Regions from separate parts of the Mus musculus genome. Here region 2 is linked to region 1. The links are chromatin contacts, called in public HiChIP or PLAC-seq maps. All regions are on one chromosome and are shown on one strand. Each heading gives the region's core, a stretch centred on a gene start, on an enhancer-like site or on the middle of the called end of the contact. The rest is flanking DNA. Distances are from core to core; before and after follow the strand shown. Region 1 has its middle 25 kb from the start of Dynlrb2. Region 2 overlaps Cdyl2 (chromodomain protein, Y chromosome-like 2).

Region 1 (3,299 bases), core at 90-2,589:
TCTGTGACTCCAGACCCTCTCTCTCTGCCCCTCCAAGGTAACCACGCTGGTCAGTTTGTATGTTTGTCTAGATATACTCTCTCTGTCTGCCTGAGCCTGGCTTCCCTTACATTTTATGCATCCTAGATTTCATTTACCCACAATCATATTTTTTTGTATACAGGTTCATACTAATATTAATTATGTGTATGCATATATAAACTTTCAAATTGCATACTGTGTAGAAGTACCCTGTTGGAAACTACAAATCTAAGTTGATTATCTAGAGTATTTTTTTCTACAAATAATGCCACTGTATCCTTGCGTAATGAGCTTTGGGTCCATAGTGACCACTAAGAAATAAAGGGACATAGTGCTGGATGCATTCAGATGGGCAGAGTTCCAGTTGTTATGGGGAGTGCAGACACATTCCTTTCCCTTTCCTCCTATGAGATTACTTCTTGGGTTTGGTGGCTCCCAGCATGCTTTGCATTTCGAGGTTGTTTGTGTTTGTTGAATTCTCTCTAATCCTTCCTCACTGTCAGTGCACCCAGAATTAGTTCTGCAGCTCTCTTTAAGGAATGAAAGGCTCCAAGAGAACTGGGCAGGGACTCGGTGTGTCTCTGCCACCCAATCAGCATCTGGAGCAGGGGAGGTTCGATAATATTCATAAAGGCCAACAATATAGATATTAAATTTTGTTCTGTTGATTATTAACTTCTGAACTGGAATCATAACCCTCCCAAATCCAAATAATTTTTAAGATAAACTTTTAAGATATTATTATTAATATTATAATTGTGTGTGTGTGTGTGTGTGTGTGTGTGTGTGTAGGGGTATTATCCACAGATATATAGGTTCTGTGGAGTTCAGAAGAGGTTTTTAGATCTCCTGTGGGTGTGAAGCTGGAGTTAGAGGCTGTTGTGAACCACCTAATTAGGGTACTGGGCTTTGAACTCAGGTTCTCTGAATGAGCAGTAAGTGCCTCTAACCACTGAGCGATCTCTCTCCAGCCCCAGCTTGTTCACATTAGAATTAATCAGGACAGAAGCAAGCGAGTAGGATCAGAAGCCAGAGGCTCTAATGCTCAAGGCTACCACCTAGTGGTCAAGGCTTGTCAGCAAGGCTCAACCTCCCCAAACAGAACTATCAGCTAGGGACCAAGCGCCCAACTTAAGCCCTTGGAGTTGGTTCAAATTCAAACTTCTTTTACGTACTTGGATCGTATTTTTGTGCCTGCAGTTTTGGAGGGCCGCGTTTCTGGCATCTATCTTAGATTCACGATTAAGGCCTGCGGCTTACGTAGCTTAGGATGGGAAGCTGAGGGGCCGTTCTCTTGTGGGTAGGACACGATGTATTGGAGGGTGGGCTTTCTCCTGCTCCTGCCGTTGGTGTCAGCACTGGTGGTCATTAGCGCTCCTCCAGGCTACCTGCCACACGGGGATATCCTCGCCAGCTTAATGAAACTTCACTGCGCGGAGAAACCACCTCAGTGTCCTCTAATTTGCCTTTCCTTTACTTGAGTTCTCTCCAAACAAGCCCCTGTTTGTGTAGCCACTGGAGACGTGAGGATGACACAGACTCTGGTCTCAAGAAGCTCGTGAGGGAGTAGGGAAAGAATGGGACCATGGAGATACAGCAGTGACAAAAACCCTCTATGGGAACCTGTGGGTCTCAACCTTCTCAATGCTGTGACCCTTTAATACAGTTCCTTATGTGGTAGTGACCCCCGACCAATAAAATTACTTCGCTGCTACTTCATAAGTATAATTTTGCTACTGTTATGAGATGTAATGCAAATATCTGCACTTTCTGATGGTCTTAGGTAACACCCGTGAAAGAGTCATTCACCCAGAGGAGTTGTGACCCACAGGTTGAGACGCATTGGCTTAGCATGACCACACAACCAAAGCTTTGTGCAGAGTTTATTTGAAGGCAGCATCTGTTGTGATTTTCAAAACAAAGTAATTTGTAGCTCTTTGATCAGTTCTCTACATCCCCCCCCCCCCCCGTTTCCAGAGAGGTTCTCACTGAACCTGGAGCCCACTTATCACCTAGGCTGGGCAGTCAGTGGATTTCCCAGATCTGCTGGCCTCCACTCTGCTGGGGTTCCAGGCATATGGCTATGGTTCTGCCTATAAAAAATAAGATCTATTTTTTATTGGATATTTTCTTTACTTACATTTCAAATGTTATCCCCTTTCCTCATTTCCCCTCTGAAAACCCCTCTATCCCATTTCCCTACTCCACTGCTCACCACCCACCCACTCCCTGCCCTGGCATTCCTCTACACTGGGGCATCTAGCCTCCTCCCGTTGATGTCTGTCAAGGCCATCCTCTGCTACATATGTGGCTGGAGCCATGGGTCCCTCCATGTGTACTTTTTGGTTGGTGGTTTAGTCCCTGGTAACTCTGGAGATACTGGTTAGTTCATATTATTGTTCCTCCTATGGGGCTGCAAACTCCTTCAGCTCCTCAGGTCCTTTCTCTAGCTCCTCCATTGGGGACCCTGTGCTCAGTCCAATGGTTGGCTGAGAACATCCACCTCTATAGTTGTCAGGCACTGGCAGAGCCTCTCAGGAGACAGCTATATCAGGCTCCTGTCAGCAAGCACTTGTTGGCATCCACAATAGTGTCTGGGTTTGGTAACTGCATATGGGATGGATCCCAGGGAAATGCAGATCGAAACAACCCTGAGATTCCACCTCACACCAGTCAGAATGGCTAAGATAAAAAAGTCAGGTAATAGCAGATGCTGGTGAGGATATGGAGAAAGAGGAACACTCCTCCATTGTTGGTGGGACTGCAAGCTGGTACAACCACTCTTGAAGTCAGTTCTGTGGTTCCTCAGAAAATTGGACATGGTACTACCGGAGGACCCAGCTGTACCCAGAAGGTGTTCCAACATGTAATAAGGACACATGCTCCACTATGTTCATAGCAGCCTTATTTATAATAACCAAAAGCTGGAAAGAAGCCAGATGTCCCTCAACAGAGGAATGGATACAGAAAATATGGTACATTCACACAATGGAGTACTACGCAACTATTAAAAACAATGACTTCATGAAATTCTTAAGCAAATGGATGGATCTGGAAGATATTAACCTGAGTGAGGTAACCCAACCACAAAAGAACACACATGGTATGCACTCACTGATAAGTGGATATTATCTCAGAATCTTAGAATACCCAAGATCATTTTTTTAAAAAAATTATGTTTATGACAGCCTGCTTATAGGATTGTATCCATGGTGCAGTACTCACAGGGGCCAAAAGGGGGCAGTGAATCCCCTGTAGTTGATGGCCCTGATGTGTGT
Region 2 (3,246 bases), core at 239-2,738, 110 kb before region 1:
AGGCTCCCAGGACTTCCATGTTGATCCTTCCGCTTTCACTGAGGGTGGTGTGGGAAGGTTTTGGTTCAGTGAAGTTTCTTTCCCCGGGGATGGACGTGTGCTTCCATTCAGGGGAAGTCTCTCAGACATTCAAAGCTCTGCGAACTCACCTCTGCCTGCAGATCATGAAGGAAGTCCGGCGAGCCCTGTGCAACGCGGCCACAGATGACAGCAAGCTACTGCTGCTCAGTGCCGTGGGCAGTGTGTTCTGCAGCGGACTAGACTATTCCTACCTGATCGGCCGGCTGTCCAGCGACCGGAGAAAGGAGAGCACTCGAATCGCAGAAGCTATCAGGTGAGTCCGACCTCTCTCTGAATGAACGCTTTGGGGAGCCTGCCAACGGTGACCAAATTTAGCCAGTTAAAAGTACAGGCTGCCCAGCTGTAAACGTACATCAAACAATGTGCGATTTTATTTTTAGTGTGAGTATATCCTCGGCACCATTTAGGACACCAGGACATACTTACATTTTAAAATTACCGTTGATTTATCTGAAGTTTGACTCTTTTTGATGCCAGGGATCAAACCCAGGGTCTTGTACATGTTGGACAAATAAATGTTCTACCGTTCAGCTCCGTTTCCATCTCTGAACTGTGGACACGAGCTGGCCAGCCGACGTTTTGTCTGTGGCCCCATGGCAGGCTTTGCTCTCCATAGGTTGCATTTCATGCCCGCCTCCCCTTTTTGTTTTTTGTTTTTTTAAAAAGACATACCTATTTTTCCCATTATGGCCTGCATTGGCAATGCCTGTGATACTTTCTGATTCCACCTTCTGCCTGGTAGTATGGTCTTTGATTATGTAGCCATTTCTGTGTCCTGGACCTGATGTGACTCAATTACTAGGGAGAGAGTGAAGATACTATATATACATCTATGGCATTGGTAGACAGGGTGGGTCTAGAGTGCCCCTTTCAAAGTCTGTGGGTCAGATGTGTGAGGTCTTAAACACAGGATAATTGTCTATTTGTTATTTCATTTTCATGTGTGTAGGTAGGTGCACGTGTATATGTGTGGGTACATGTGTGCATGCACAGTGGTCAGAGGTCAACCTCAGATGTTCTTTCTCAGGCGCTGCCACGGTCTCTCACTGGCCCAGTACTTGCCCAGCAGGCTAAGCTGACTGGCCAGTGAGCCCCAGCCCCACCTGTCACCACCTCCCCAGCTCTGGGATTACAAGCAAGCATCTGCCAAAAAAGCTCTGCCTTTTTTTTTTTTTTTTAAAACACATGGGTCCCCATGCTTGTAAAGCTAGCACTTTTTTTTTAAACCCACTGAGCTGTTTCCCTAGCCCCTCCCACTTATTCATAACAAAAGCAAATGAATGAACTCTCCAGCCAGGTCATTTAGCTGCTTGATAGAGGCCACTCATGAGCCTCTCTCTGGGAGACTTGCCCTTGTGCCTTCCTCAAGGGATGAGACACAGCTGAGTCACAGCCCATGGTCTCAAGACCAGGGATGTTTACTCCACGCGGAGTCTCGGAGCCTCAGGCTGCCGACTGCTCAGGGTCTCTCAGTCCTGTGGATGGTTCCAGCAGAGGCTGACTTCCGTGCGGTCACTCAGGGAATCAGAGGATGCGGTGGATAGCGCGAGGACGTTCCTTTGTGTGAATTCCAGGCCCGACTTTGTATGAAGTGTTGCTCAGGAATGCCTGTGTGCTTCCCCATGCAGCATCCTCCTCCTCAGGAGAGAACTAAGAAGCCTGGACCCCTTCCTGCGGGGAGAGGGGGGTGTTGACGTCACTTCCTGTTTTCAGGGCGCAGCCAGCTCCTGCCTGTGAACCCTGCAGTTTCTGCCTTGTTTGAGCTCAGCTGTGTCTTCTCAGTGCTGGCTTTGCATGAGTTGAAAGAGCAGCAAAGGCACTAGACTGATTCCCTCTTTATCGACGGGGCCACCAGAGCATACCCCAGGGACCGAAGAACCCACCGTGACCCTAGAAAGCCTAGCCCACAGTCTGCACCTGGTTACCGATCCCACTACAGGTGCTTGTGGTATCTCCAGCCCAGGCAAACATTTAAGATCCAGCCCAGGGTTCTCCTTCATGCAGGAAGAGCTAACTAGCACTTGGACTTCTTGTCCTCAGAGAGATAGAAAACACTTCCTAATCTATTCAATCCATGAAGCTGAGTTAATTCTTAATGGAATGGAGAATGGACCTGAAGTAGCCTCTAAGTGGGAGGTGATGGTATGTGGCTGGGAGTGACACAGGAAAAGGCGTGACACGTGAAATAGGAAAGGGGATGTGACAGAGACTCAAGTAAAGCAGCTGCCAGCCATGGAGCACCCAAGAAGGCTGGCACCATCAGCAGGTGAGGGGGGAGCTCTGGAAAGCTCCTGCCTCAGTACTCAGAGTAGACCAGGACCTGGAATGTGGACTTCTTGTCTCCAAGTGCACTACAGAATAAACTTCTGTTGTTTTGAACCACGGTTTGTGGTCACTGTCATAGAAGCCTTAAGTTTTTAAGGAAGGCATTAACACTCAGAATGCCCCCGACCTTCTGGGCTCATCCCATCCTTCACTAGAGCATACACGGGCACACACACACAGACACACACACACACACACACCACAAACACAAGTTATTACCTTTATGTTTGGGACTGCCGTTCTGCCAGCCACAACTGTGGAGTAGGCTTTTAGAGATCTTTCTGAGCTTCAGATGACAGTTGCCATGTGTGGTCTGGTGCTCGTAGACCCTGGACAGCCTGGCATAGCTCTAGCTGTCCTGGCTCTGGTTAAAGGGAATGAGTGCCAGGGTCACAAGGGAAGTAACAATTGCTTCAGGCGACACAGTGACGTCCCCAGTGGTAGCATTTTGCTTGAATTTTCTCTGGGATAGAAGAATGGACCACAGACTACCATGAATTAGATGAGAGCTGCATATAGAAACAGAGGCCTGGTCATAGAAGCCTGACCCATTATTCCTCATATGCTGGGCACTTGCTACTCTTGTTGAATTCTCATTTATCAACATGAGTACCCGGCATTGGCCTTCCTATTGTATAGAGGGAGAAAAACGAATCTCTAGAGCCCAGGCAGCTTGTCTAAGATCTGGCTGTTAGTGAGGGACAGAGTTGAGATTTGACTTTAACTGTCAGACTCCTTTGATGTTCCACACCACTTTCAAGCGTCCCATCTGCCTGGTCAGGCTACAGGCACAGGGCTTGAGCTGAGCAGAGGGAGCTATCTGCAAAAGACCAGAGTCAG

Evidence for each region. HiChIP or PLAC-seq counts read pairs in DNA pulled down with a chosen protein or histone mark.
Region 2: a contact with region 1 is called in an H3K4me3 HiChIP or PLAC-seq map of the SCID.adh cell line, with 21 read pairs. The contact joins two enhancer-like sites. A contact is called at or near these places in 1 of 15 datasets of contacts at CTCF or cohesin (CD8 T cells), 4 of 484 Hi-C or Micro-C datasets (cerebellum, double positive thymocytes, embryonic stem cells and 1 more) and 1 of 115 datasets of contacts at active chromatin or transcription factors (the SCID.adh cell line).

Annotation. Positions count from the first base shown.
Region 1 is chr8:116,478,856-116,482,154 of GRCm38.p6, reverse strand. No RefSeq gene overlaps it. Among named protein-coding and RNA genes, the nearest start is that of Dynlrb2, 25 kb to the left of the region's middle. Within about 2 kb of position 1,339, at least 2 of the 459 cell types and tissues checked have an H3K27ac peak or open chromatin away from gene starts, as enhancers often do. A contact at or near this core is called in the SCID.adh cell line, where this site is marked.
Region 2 is chr8:116,586,338-116,589,583 of GRCm38.p6, reverse strand. It overlaps Cdyl2 (chromodomain protein, Y chromosome-like 2), which reads left to right. Exons shown (of 7, transcript NM_029441.3): 4 at 162-334. Among named protein-coding and RNA genes, the nearest start is that of Gm31367, 18 kb to the left of the region's middle. Within about 2 kb of position 1,488, at least 98 of the 459 cell types and tissues checked have an H3K27ac peak or open chromatin away from gene starts, as enhancers often do. A contact at or near this core is called in the SCID.adh cell line, where this site is marked.